Linked DNA regions of Anser cygnoides: region 2 is linked to region 1. Evidence: chromatin contacts called from public Hi-C data. All regions are on one chromosome and are shown on one strand. Each heading gives the region's core, a stretch centred on a gene start, on an enhancer-like site or on the middle of the called end of the contact. The rest is flanking DNA. Distances are from core to core; before and after follow the strand shown. Region 1 holds the start of SLC39A14 (solute carrier family 39 member 14). Region 2 holds the start of CHMP7 (charged multivesicular body protein 7).

The links. Hi-C and Micro-C count contacts between places; a contact is called where the count stands out from the background.
Region 2: a contact with region 1 is called in a Hi-C map of liver, with 2.0 times the contacts expected there. The contact joins the promoter of CHMP7 here to the promoter of SLC39A14 in region 1. A contact is called at or near these places in 2 of 7 Hi-C or Micro-C datasets (both in liver).

The regions. Positions count from the first base shown.
Region 1 is chr26:2,227,480-2,232,791 of Taihu_goose_T2T_genome, reverse strand. It overlaps SLC39A14 (solute carrier family 39 member 14), which reads right to left and starts at 2,578. Exons shown (of 10, transcript XM_066983427.1): 1 at 2,527-2,578.
Region 2 is chr26:2,456,835-2,461,776 of Taihu_goose_T2T_genome, reverse strand. CHMP7 (charged multivesicular body protein 7) reads right to left here and starts at 3,683. Exons shown (of 10, transcript XM_048045779.2): 1 at 3,322-3,683; 2 at 1,506-1,680; 3 at 1-88. The coding sequence starts at 3,611.

The sequences.
Region 1 (5,312 bases), core at 1,329-3,828:
GCCCGCGTCCCAGCCCGCAGCCAGCTCGTCCCGGCTCCCACGGCCCCGGGCTGGGCGAGGAAACCGGCGGCCCACCCCTAAGGGTCCAGGAGCCCGGGGCCAGGGGCGGCGTTCTCATTAAGGTTACACTTTAACCGCGCTAATTACGATGAACCCAATTCCTTCCCAGCCAAAAGTGCAGAAGCCCGTACAGTACCTGCCCAGACTCAGTCCTTGCCCTCTCTGCTCCCTTTCCTTTACGCCGGGGATCAATAAAAGCGGAGCCCGGGGTTCGCCCTCTGGCACCCGCCGGGTGCCAAGCAGCGCACCCGGAGGCCAGGCACGTCCACCCTGGGCAGCACCCAAGGGGCTGGCGCGGGGCCCAGCCTTGCCTTCTTGGAAAAGCTTGGCTGGGAGGCGGACGGCGGATCTGGGATTCACGAGGGCGCACCGAAAGAAAAGAAAAAACCAGCTCTGCCCTCCCCGTGCCGGGCCTGGGCTTCGTTGTCCGCCGCCTCCGTGCGCCCACCGGCTGTCCCAGCCCGGTCCCAGACCCCTTTTCCAGTCCTTGGGGTTTTCTGCGAGCAGCGGCGGAGCAACCAGCACCACCAGGCTGTAGGGTCGGGGCTTTCCCTACCCACAGCTTGAAACTTTGACCCCGCTCTGGCAGAGGATTGGGGAAAGGAGCCGTGCGCACCCCCACGGGGATGGGAGCACCCGCGGCGCTGCCAGCATCCGCCACCCACGGGCGCACGCTGCCTCGTGGCTGCCCCTTTGCTGCTCGGGGTGTCCCAGAGCAGGAGGGGGACGTGGCTTGCAGCCCCCGGGGGGGGTTTCTGCACCGAGCGCCCCTTGCACAGCTCCGTGCGGGGCCGCATCCTGCCCCGCGCCGGGCTCCTGCCCTCCTGCCGGTGGCTGGAGCTCGGTCTCCTCCAAAAATCCAGGCCCGAGGCATTTCTGAAGCCTGGCCAAACAATTGTTTCCGAAAATAGGATCGGGACGGGTCTGCCGGGCACGGTCCTGCCCGGGGTGGCGAGGATGAGCCTGGAGGGAGCCTCGGAGGCACGCGGGGTCCCCGTCCCCTGGGGGCCGGCTCCCCGCGCTGCGCCCCTGCCCCGGCACCCACGTTCCCGGGGGTTTTACGGGCTCACTGCCGCTTTGCGAGCTTTGTTCTCCAGGAAAGGCTCTGCCTGGGAGGTTTTGGCCTCCTCCCGCCGAGGCTTAGCCTGGATGCCTTGACTTAACCCCTTCTCCTCCCCGAAACGGGGGGGGGATGAATTCCCCCAGGCTGACGGTGCCCCCCGCGGAGGTACCCCAAAATCCCCCGACTCCTCGGCAAGAGCTGAACGCCCTCCTTCCCTCCCCAAACCCTGCCTCGGGGTGGGTCCCGCGGCTGCCCCCCCCGGGGCTGGGTGCTACCCCGCCGGCACGGGCCACCCGGTGCCACCCGGTGCCACCCACAGGGCTCACGCGTTGGCTCCCATCCCAGCGAGGCAAAGGGCTGCCCCGCTGGCACCACCACATCCCCACCTGGGGACGTGTGCCGCCTCCTTTCCCCGCAGCCGGGCAGGGGGCACGCTCCCCCCGTATCCCACCCCAATTATCCCCCCCAAGGGGGTCTCTCCCATCGCCCCAAACCCGCCCGACCCCGACTTTCCCCCCCCAGCTGCCCAACAAAAGGCAGGGAGAGGCCGGCGACGGCTAGCGGAGGCCCCCCCCCCGGAGCCCCCACCTCTGCTGACCTTCACGGGCGTCCTGGCGGCGCGTGGCCGGGGTTTTCTGCTCGAGCCCCCCCGGGGCGGCAAAAAGGGGCAGCGCCGAGGGTCCCAGCACCCGACCCGTGGGGGATGGGGACGGCCTCTGGGGGGGGCCCCCCCTGAGCCCCCCGAGCCGCCGCACGGGTCGGCGATGCCCGTGGGTAACGGCACGGGGACGGGGTGGGAGCCAGTGGGGTCGGTGGGGTCGGGCAGAGCCCCTCTCCAGCCCCGTTTCCCCTAAATTCACGCCCCAAAGCTTCCCAAAAGCCATCGACCCCGATTGCAAACACCCCCCCCATAAGCGGGAAGGCGACGCCGGGCGCTCCATCACCCGACGCCTCGCTTCCCGACACCCCGCGCGGGGCTGACCCCAAGCCCCCCCCCCCAAAACCAAAAAAAGACCCCCCCAAAAAAAAAACCCCACAAAATCCCACCGGGGGGCTGAGCCCCAAATCCCACGTTTGGGCATCGCGAAAGCGGGCAGCGGCTTTTTTATTTTTGGGGGGGGGGGGGGTTGAGGTGAGCAGCTTCGTGGTGGGCACGGCTGCGCGAAGCCTGACCGGGTGCTGGTCCCTGCATCCCCACCCCAATCCCAATCCCGTCCTAATCCCACCCCGATCCCATCCCATCCCAGTCCCAATCCCAATCCCAATCCCAGCTCCTATCCCCATTCTCCCAGTCCCATCCCAGTTCCCGCCCCACTCCCATCCCATCCCGGTTCCAATCCCAATCCCAATCCCCAATCCCAATCCCAAGCCCCAATTCCCCATCCCCATGCCCCCATCCCTACCTCCTCCTCCTCCTCCTCCTCCTCTTCCTCCCCCCCCGCCCCGCACGGCGCATGCTCTGCCGGCGGCACGGGGAGCGCCCCCATTGGCCGGCGGCACCTCAAGCCCCGCCCCTTGCCCCGCCCCCTGCCCCCCCCCCGTCCCGTTCCCCCCCCCCCCCCAGCACCGCGCTGCCGCCGTGGCACCGGGAGGGGGGGGGGGGGGGGGCGCGGAGCATCCCCCGGCCCCGTAACCCCGCGGAGCCCGTGCAGACCCCCCCCCCGGGAACCCCCCCCCAAAGGGGCAGGGCACCCCAATGACCCCCCCAAAAAGGGGCAGGGCACCCCATTGACCCCCCCCCAAAAGGGGCAGGGCACCCCAATGACCCCCCCAAAAGGGGCAGGGCACCCCATTGACCCCCCCCCAAAAAGGGGCAGGGTACCCCCAGACCCCAATAAACATCCCCCGGGGGCATGGGGCACCCCATTGACCCCCCCAAAAGGGGCGGGGCACCCCCTGACCCCCCCTAAATATCCCCTGGGGGCATGGGGTACCTCACTGACCCCCCCAAAAGGGGCAGGGCACCCCAATGACCCCCCCAAAAAGGGGCAGGACGCCCCCCAAACCCCAATAAACATCCCCCGGCGGCATGGAGCACCCCAATGACCCCCCCAAAAGGGGCAGGGTACCCCCAGACCCCAATAAACATCCCCTGGGGGCATGGGGCACCCCACTGACCCCCCCAAAAGGGGCGGGGCACCCCCTGACCCCCCCCTAAATATCCCTCGGGGGCACGGGGTACCCCACTGACCCCCCCAAAAGGGGCAGGGTGCCCCCCAGACTTCCTTAAGCAGCCCCTGGGGCATGGGGCACCCTAATGACCCCCCCCCAAAAAGGGGCAGGACGCCCCCCAAACCCCAATAAACATCCCCTGGGGGCATGGGGCACCCCAATGCCCCCCCCCCCAGAAGGGATAGGGCGTCCCCCAGACCCCCCTAAGCAGCCCCAAGAGCACAGGTCACCCCATTGACACCCCCCCCAAAAAGGGCAGGGTACCCCCAGACCCCCCTAAGCATCCCCTGGGGACATGGGGCACCCCAATGACCCCCCCCAAAAGGGGCAGGGCGCCCCCAGACCCCAATAAACATCCCCTGGGGACATGGGGTACCCCACTGAGCCCCCCCAGAAGGGGCAGGGCACCCCCAGACCCCCCCTAAGCATCCCCTGGGGACATGGGGCACCCCAATGATCCCCCCCAAAAGGGGCAGGGCACCCCCAGGCCCCCCTAAACATCCCCTGGGGACATGGGGTACCCCACTGAGCCCCCCCAGAAGGGGCAGGACACCCCCAGACCCCCCCTAAGCATCCCCCGGGGGCATGGGGCACCCCAATGACCCCCCCCAAAAGGGGCAGGGTACACCCCAGACCCCCCCTAAATATCCCCTGGGGGGGCATGGGGTACCTCACTGCCCCCCCCAAAAGGGGCAGGGTGCCCCCCAGACTTCCTTAAGCAGCCCCTGGGGCATGGGGCACCCCAATGCCCCCCCCAAAAAAGGGGCAGGGGACGGGGGCACCGAAGCGGGCCGCGGCCCCTTGTACCCCCCCCCCCCCCCTTTCCTCCCCCAGCCAGAACAAGCGAGCCTTTCAGCTCCCAGCACTAATTAACACCGCTTCATTAAAAGCCGGCGGGTTATAATATAAGGCCGGGAGGGAGCGGGGCTGGGCTGGGGGGCAGCGCCCCATTACAGCTGCGCCCCCCCCCACCATAGGGAGACGGGGGGGGGGTCCCCACGCACCCACTCCCCCCCCCCATGCGCCCCGCCACGCACCCGCTGCCGCCTGCCTGGGCTGCCAAAGTCCATCAAGGAGGATAAATCATTAACGAAGCGGAAAAATACGGGGCAGGACCCGAGGGGGGGGGACAACACCGGCCCCTGCCCCCCCCCCAACCAGAGGGTGGCCCCCACCGGGCACCACCAGCGGCGCGGCGGCACCCGCAGCCTAAATATTTGCTCAAAGGGCTTTGGAAAGGGCTGGATAAGGAATAAACCCCGCCGCCCCCACGGCAAACAAGCGGCCCCCCCGGGGTGCTGGCGCGGTCCCCAAATCAGTGGTTTTGTCCCCAAAGTGGTGGCTTTATCCCCAAAGTCCCCTGGCCAGGAGGAGGGCAGGGACCCCCCCCCCCCAGGTGCCCCCCCCTCCGTGCCACCCCGTCCCGACACCGACACCGAGGTGCTGCCGGGAACAGCTTTTATTGAAGCGAAGGGAAACCTGCGATTACAGCCAAAAAAAAGGAAAAATAAATAGCTTTTTTTTCTTTTTTTTTTTCTCTTTTTTTTTCCAACTCTGAACGAAGGCCGGCGAGGGAGGGGGGGGAGGGAGGCTGCCGCCTGCTCTCATCCTGCCCCTGTTTGCTCAATGGGGGGGGGGGGGGGCAGGCAGGATGGGGTTGAAATCCAGGGGGGGGTCTTGGGGGGGTCCCCAAGAGCTCCGGGCTCAAAGGGCTCCCGTTTATCTCCTGCCACGGGAACGGAGCGGCCGAAATAGGGGAAACTCTCCAATTTAGGGTTCGGGCTCTCCTAGGAGCCTGGCGGCCGAAAGGGTACAAAAAATAAATAAAATAAATTAAATAAATAAATAAATAAATAAAGGGGCTCGTTAAGCAGCCGAGCTGCAACTGGAGTTGTTAAATGGGAGCAAAAAAAAAAAAAAGGGAAAAAAATGAAGGAAAAGGGAAAAAAAAGGAAAAAAAGGAAAAAAAGGGAAAAAAATGAAAAAAAGGGAAAAAAATAAAAGGAACCCAGCAGCT
Region 2 (4,942 bases), core at 2,434-4,933, 230 kb before region 1:
AGAGGGAACGCAGCTCTGAGAGGGCAACAACAGGGTGAGAAGAAAGCGCAGAGTTCTGGTACAGGCGATAGACTTCCTCTGCCTTCTCCTGAAAGGAAACAACAGGACTATCTGTGAGCCTACGCAGGACTTTTCCTTTTCTCATGGCGACTGCCAAGTCCACACCTGCTTCCGCCCACACACTGAAGCTGAAAAGTTAGACGCATCGCATTTGGGGCCAGACGGACTTTCAGGAGGAGTTGTAAGGAATATTCAAAAGCACTTACAATACTCTAAAAACATCACACTTAGTGAAACACAAAGTAAGAGTTTTCCACCACAACCAAAGCTACATCGTACAAGTCGTCTGGGCGAGCACTACAGAACAACCTAACAACCAGGCAGGAAGCAAGTCTGCCTCCTCACTTCTTGAAACTCCCCTCTCACTTCTTGAAACTCCCCTCCCACCCAGTTTAAACCCCAAACTAACTTCTTTAATCCACACTGCAACCGTACTCAGCGCCATTTTGCATCATTTGCGGAGGAAAGAGGAAAGCTTTCCCCATTCCAAGCGCGAGTTACAGTTCACAGAAGACTACAGAAACGACTCTTCCCATCAATTCGCAAACTCCACGTCGAGGCCTGTGATTTTCCAGACACCTTTTTAAGTTCTTCTCCCCTCCCATGCGCGCGCCCTCTGAAAAGACCGTGGAGTCCCCACTGCAGAGGGCAGGCGCTGTATGCTGCCAGAGTAGCTGCAAATAAAGGAACACATCTAAGGAGTTCTCACATTTCTTCCAGTCTCTAAAGAGGCCACTTGCATGCAACAGCAGCAAGTCCCGGTGCTAATTTTAACAGGCACCAAGAAGCGCCGAGAAAGGGTCCCAAGGTCTCGACCTGTCAGCACAGCACCGCCCCATTTAGACAGCAACAATGAGCTGCGTGAGCTCACAGCGCAACCCACGGGTCTGCCGCCGACAACGTACCGAAGAAAAGGGTGTTCAAGGGAACGTAACAGCAGCTCTAATCACGTCTGAAAAGGGGAATGGAAAGGAAACGCTCCGAAGCAAAAGCAGCCTTTAACACCGCGCACGTGGGTTCAGCAGAGACGCGACACATCGGACTGACAGCCAGTGCCTTCCATGTCACCCTTCTCTCCCCGCAACAGAGGGCACTCGGCCTGCGAGTTTCTCTCACGCGCTACACTTGCGCTAACTCCAACCTGAGACGTGCAGCGGTCTCACAGCGCGCTGCTTGGCTTCCTAGACTGCGCAGCAAGCCTGCACTCTCATCGCTTGGAAGCCAGCACGAAGCCTCCACATTCATTTCAACAAACTTCTGTAGATAGGAACTATTTCTTATCCACACGTTATCACAGCCGTCTCTCTACGTTTGTACTCCTTAGGTGTATAAAAGCCTGACGGTAGCCTTCTATTCAATCCTGATCCTTCTTTGCTAGCACATAAAGTTCCTCATGGATTTTTCTAGAGATGCATAACCTCGAGGAAACTCTCAGCAACGCTCACCTGAAGTAGCTCCACGTAAATCAGAACCTCCTCTTCCTCGGGTACCTTACTGTCGCCCAGCACACTCGAGAGAGTCCACTTCAGGGGCTTCAGGATGAAGACTCCCACGCCCCAGGAGATCCAGCTGCTGTCCACGCTGGCCATGAAGTCTGACTCCCTCTGCATCTTGCCGCGCCTAGAGAAAAGACAGAGGCAGAACTGAGTACGGTCAGCCTTAATCCCTTCTGCTGGCAGCAAGGAAAAGTGTCAGCATGGAGAACTACTAATCAAAACATCGCTCTACGTGCTGTGCTTCCACAGTTCTAGCAGAGTTTTCTAACAGCTTCTAGCTAAAATGTGACACATTGCTGATGCGTACAAAACGCACAAAGGTTCCCTCTCCTCCCAGGCTTTCTCTGGGCACAAGAAAATTTCTTCCAGTTTCACAAGCTTCTCTGTTTTCTTACTTGCAACTGATGAAGCGTGGAAGGCCACTTGCAAGTTTCAAGACTACTTCATCTGTGCACTAAATCACAAACAAAGAAGTGAAACCTCTAGACGTGACAGCAGTTACGGCACACACGTGCAGATTCAGCTAACCCCCGCTGGTTTGGAACATTTTCAGGCCATCAGTCCCAGGCTACGGTTTCACAAGACAAAACACCTCACTGCAAGCACCAGCCTACAACCATTCCTGCACGCCTGTAGGACAGCACATGCCGTTTGCTGCCGGCTCTCCACAAGCACTGTTTCAGGGAACGTAACCCAACTTAACGCAGAGCTCCTTCCTGCACCCGCGTCTTCCCAGCACAGCATCTCCCTCGGAGCTCCTGCTCTCCCCTACCTCCTGCGAGCCCCAAGGCGCGTCCCTCGTGGGGCACAGCCTCGAGCCTGTGACCCCTGACCCTGCTTTACGTCGCTCAGAGCTCCCTCCTCCCCCCTACACAACACAACCCCCGTTCCCTCGCAGCCTCTCTGCGCTCCCCTCTGCTTTGCAAAGCTGTGGCATGGCACAAAGCTTCCTCGTGCTCACCCCCAGTGCTCAGCACTTGCGGGCATGAGCAGCCCCAAGCCTCGCTTCACATCTCCCTGTGCCCCAGCATTTACCTGGCATCTTGCTGCACTCTCCCTGCTGTGGGTACAGCGGGCAGCTTTCAAGCTCCTCTCCTTCCAACACCAACCTCCTGAAGCAGCCCCGGCCCCCCCATACATCCCCAATACCCCTTTTTCTACGCACCCCACTACAGGCTCCCCACCACAGTGCTAAGCACTCCTCCAGGTGTGAGACCCCCTTTCTGTGCACCCCCATCACGCAGGGCTCCCCTCAAAACTATGCACAGAGACCCCCCCAGACTGCCCTTTAGCCCCTCACTATTCCCTTGAACCCCATAACAGGGACAGGCAGGCTGCCCTACAGCCCCCCGCTGCTCCCTTGTGCCCCATAACAGTGGGGCAGGCTGTCCTACAGCCCCCCAATATTCCCTTAAGCCCCATAACGGGGGAAGCAGGCTGTCCTACAGCCCCACCACTATACCCTTAAGCCCCATAACGGGGGGGCAGGTTGCCCTGCAGCCCCTCACTTTTCCTTTGAGCCCTAAAATTGGGGGGCAGGCTGCCCTACAGCCCCCCACTACTCCCTAGCACCCCATAAAGGGGGGACAGGCTGCCCTACAGCCCCCCACTTATCCCCTAAACCCCATAACAGCTGCGTGCATATCCCAGATCCCCCCCACCCCCTCACAACCCACCTACGCCCCCTCCCCACGCTCCCTGCCCTCCCAACCCCCATCTCCCCCCGCCCCGGACCCCTCTGACCCCACGCCACCCCCGCCGGTACCTGAGCAGCTCCCTCAGCACCGTGCCGAGGCCCAGCGGGACGCTGCCTCGCCTCTCGAAGCCGTGCTGCAGCTCCCTCAGGCAGGTGCGCACCGCACCGCGGCGGCGGCCGCGGGCCAGCACCAGCCCGACCCAGAAGGCCATCTTGCTGTCCCACTCAGTGCTGTTCACCTCGCGGCTCTGCTTGAAGGCCGAGAAGAGGAAAGCCATGCGCTCGTCGTCCGTCTCCCACTCCGGGGGCAGGTCCCCGGCCGGGGCCGGCCCAGGGGGCGCCCTCCCCGGGCTGCACATCTACGCGAGCCCCCGGCTCCGCCGCGGCCTCCGCCCGGCCGGGACCCGCCTGGTTGCTAAGGAAACGCCGGGCGCATGCGCGCTGCCGCTCCGCCCCCCTCCCCTCGCCGCACGACTACAGTCGTACGGGCGTGCGCGTGCGCGGTGCCGCCTGGTGCCCCCTCCCTCTCACAGGGGCATGGCGGCCATGTTGGGGGGGGGGATAGAAGAGGGGGGGTGAGGGAGCGTAGAATCCTAGAATGGGAATCGTGGAATTGTTAAGGTTGGAAAGCGCCAAGATTATCTGGTCCAACCGTCACCCTGCTACCACTGTCACACACTAAACCATGTTCCTAAAGCACCACATACGTTTCCGTGAACGCCCCCAGGGATGGTGACCACCGCCTCCCAGGGCATCCTGTTCCAATGTCTGACCGCTTTTCTGGGGATTCGCCTCAGCTCCTCCAAATGGCACCTTTTGGGGGGCTATTACCCACTAAACCATGTCCCTAAGCACCACGTCCAACCTTTCCTTGAACACCCCCAGGGACGGTGATGCCACCACTTCACTGTGCATCCCGTTCAATGTCTGACCACTTTTTGGGGGATTCATCTCAGCTCCTCCAAATGGCACCTTTGGGGGACTATCGCCCATTAAACCATGTCTCTAAGCACCATGTCCAACCTTTCCTTGAACATCCCCAGAGACGGTGACACCACCACCTCCCTGCACAACCCATTCCAATGCCTAACTGCTTTTGGGGGGATTCACCTCAGCTCCTCCAAATGGCACCTTTGGGGGGCTATTACCCACTAAACCATGTCCCTAAGCACCACATCCAGCCTTTCCTCGAACACCCCCAGGGACGGTGATGCCACCACTTCACTGTGCATCCCGTTCAATGTCTGACCTCTTTTTGGGGGATTCATCTCAGCTCCTCCAAATGGCACCTTTGGGGGACTATCGCCCGTTAAACCATGTCCCTAAGCACCACGTCCAACCTTTCCTTGAACATCCCCAGAGACAGTGACACCACCACCTCCCTGCACAACCCATTCCCATGCCTAAGTGCTTTTGGGGGGATTCACCTCAGCTCCTCCAAATGGCACCTTTGGGGGGCTATCACCCACTAAACCATGTCCCTAAGCACCACGTCCAACCTTTCCTGGAACACCCCCAGGGACAGTGATGCCACCACTTCACTGTGCATCCCATTCAATGTCTGACTGCTTTTCGGGGGATTCACCTCAGCTCCTCCAAATGGCACCTTTGGGGGGCTATCACCCACTAAAGCATGTCCCTACGCACCATGTTCAACCTTTCCTTGAACACCCCCAGAAACAATTACACC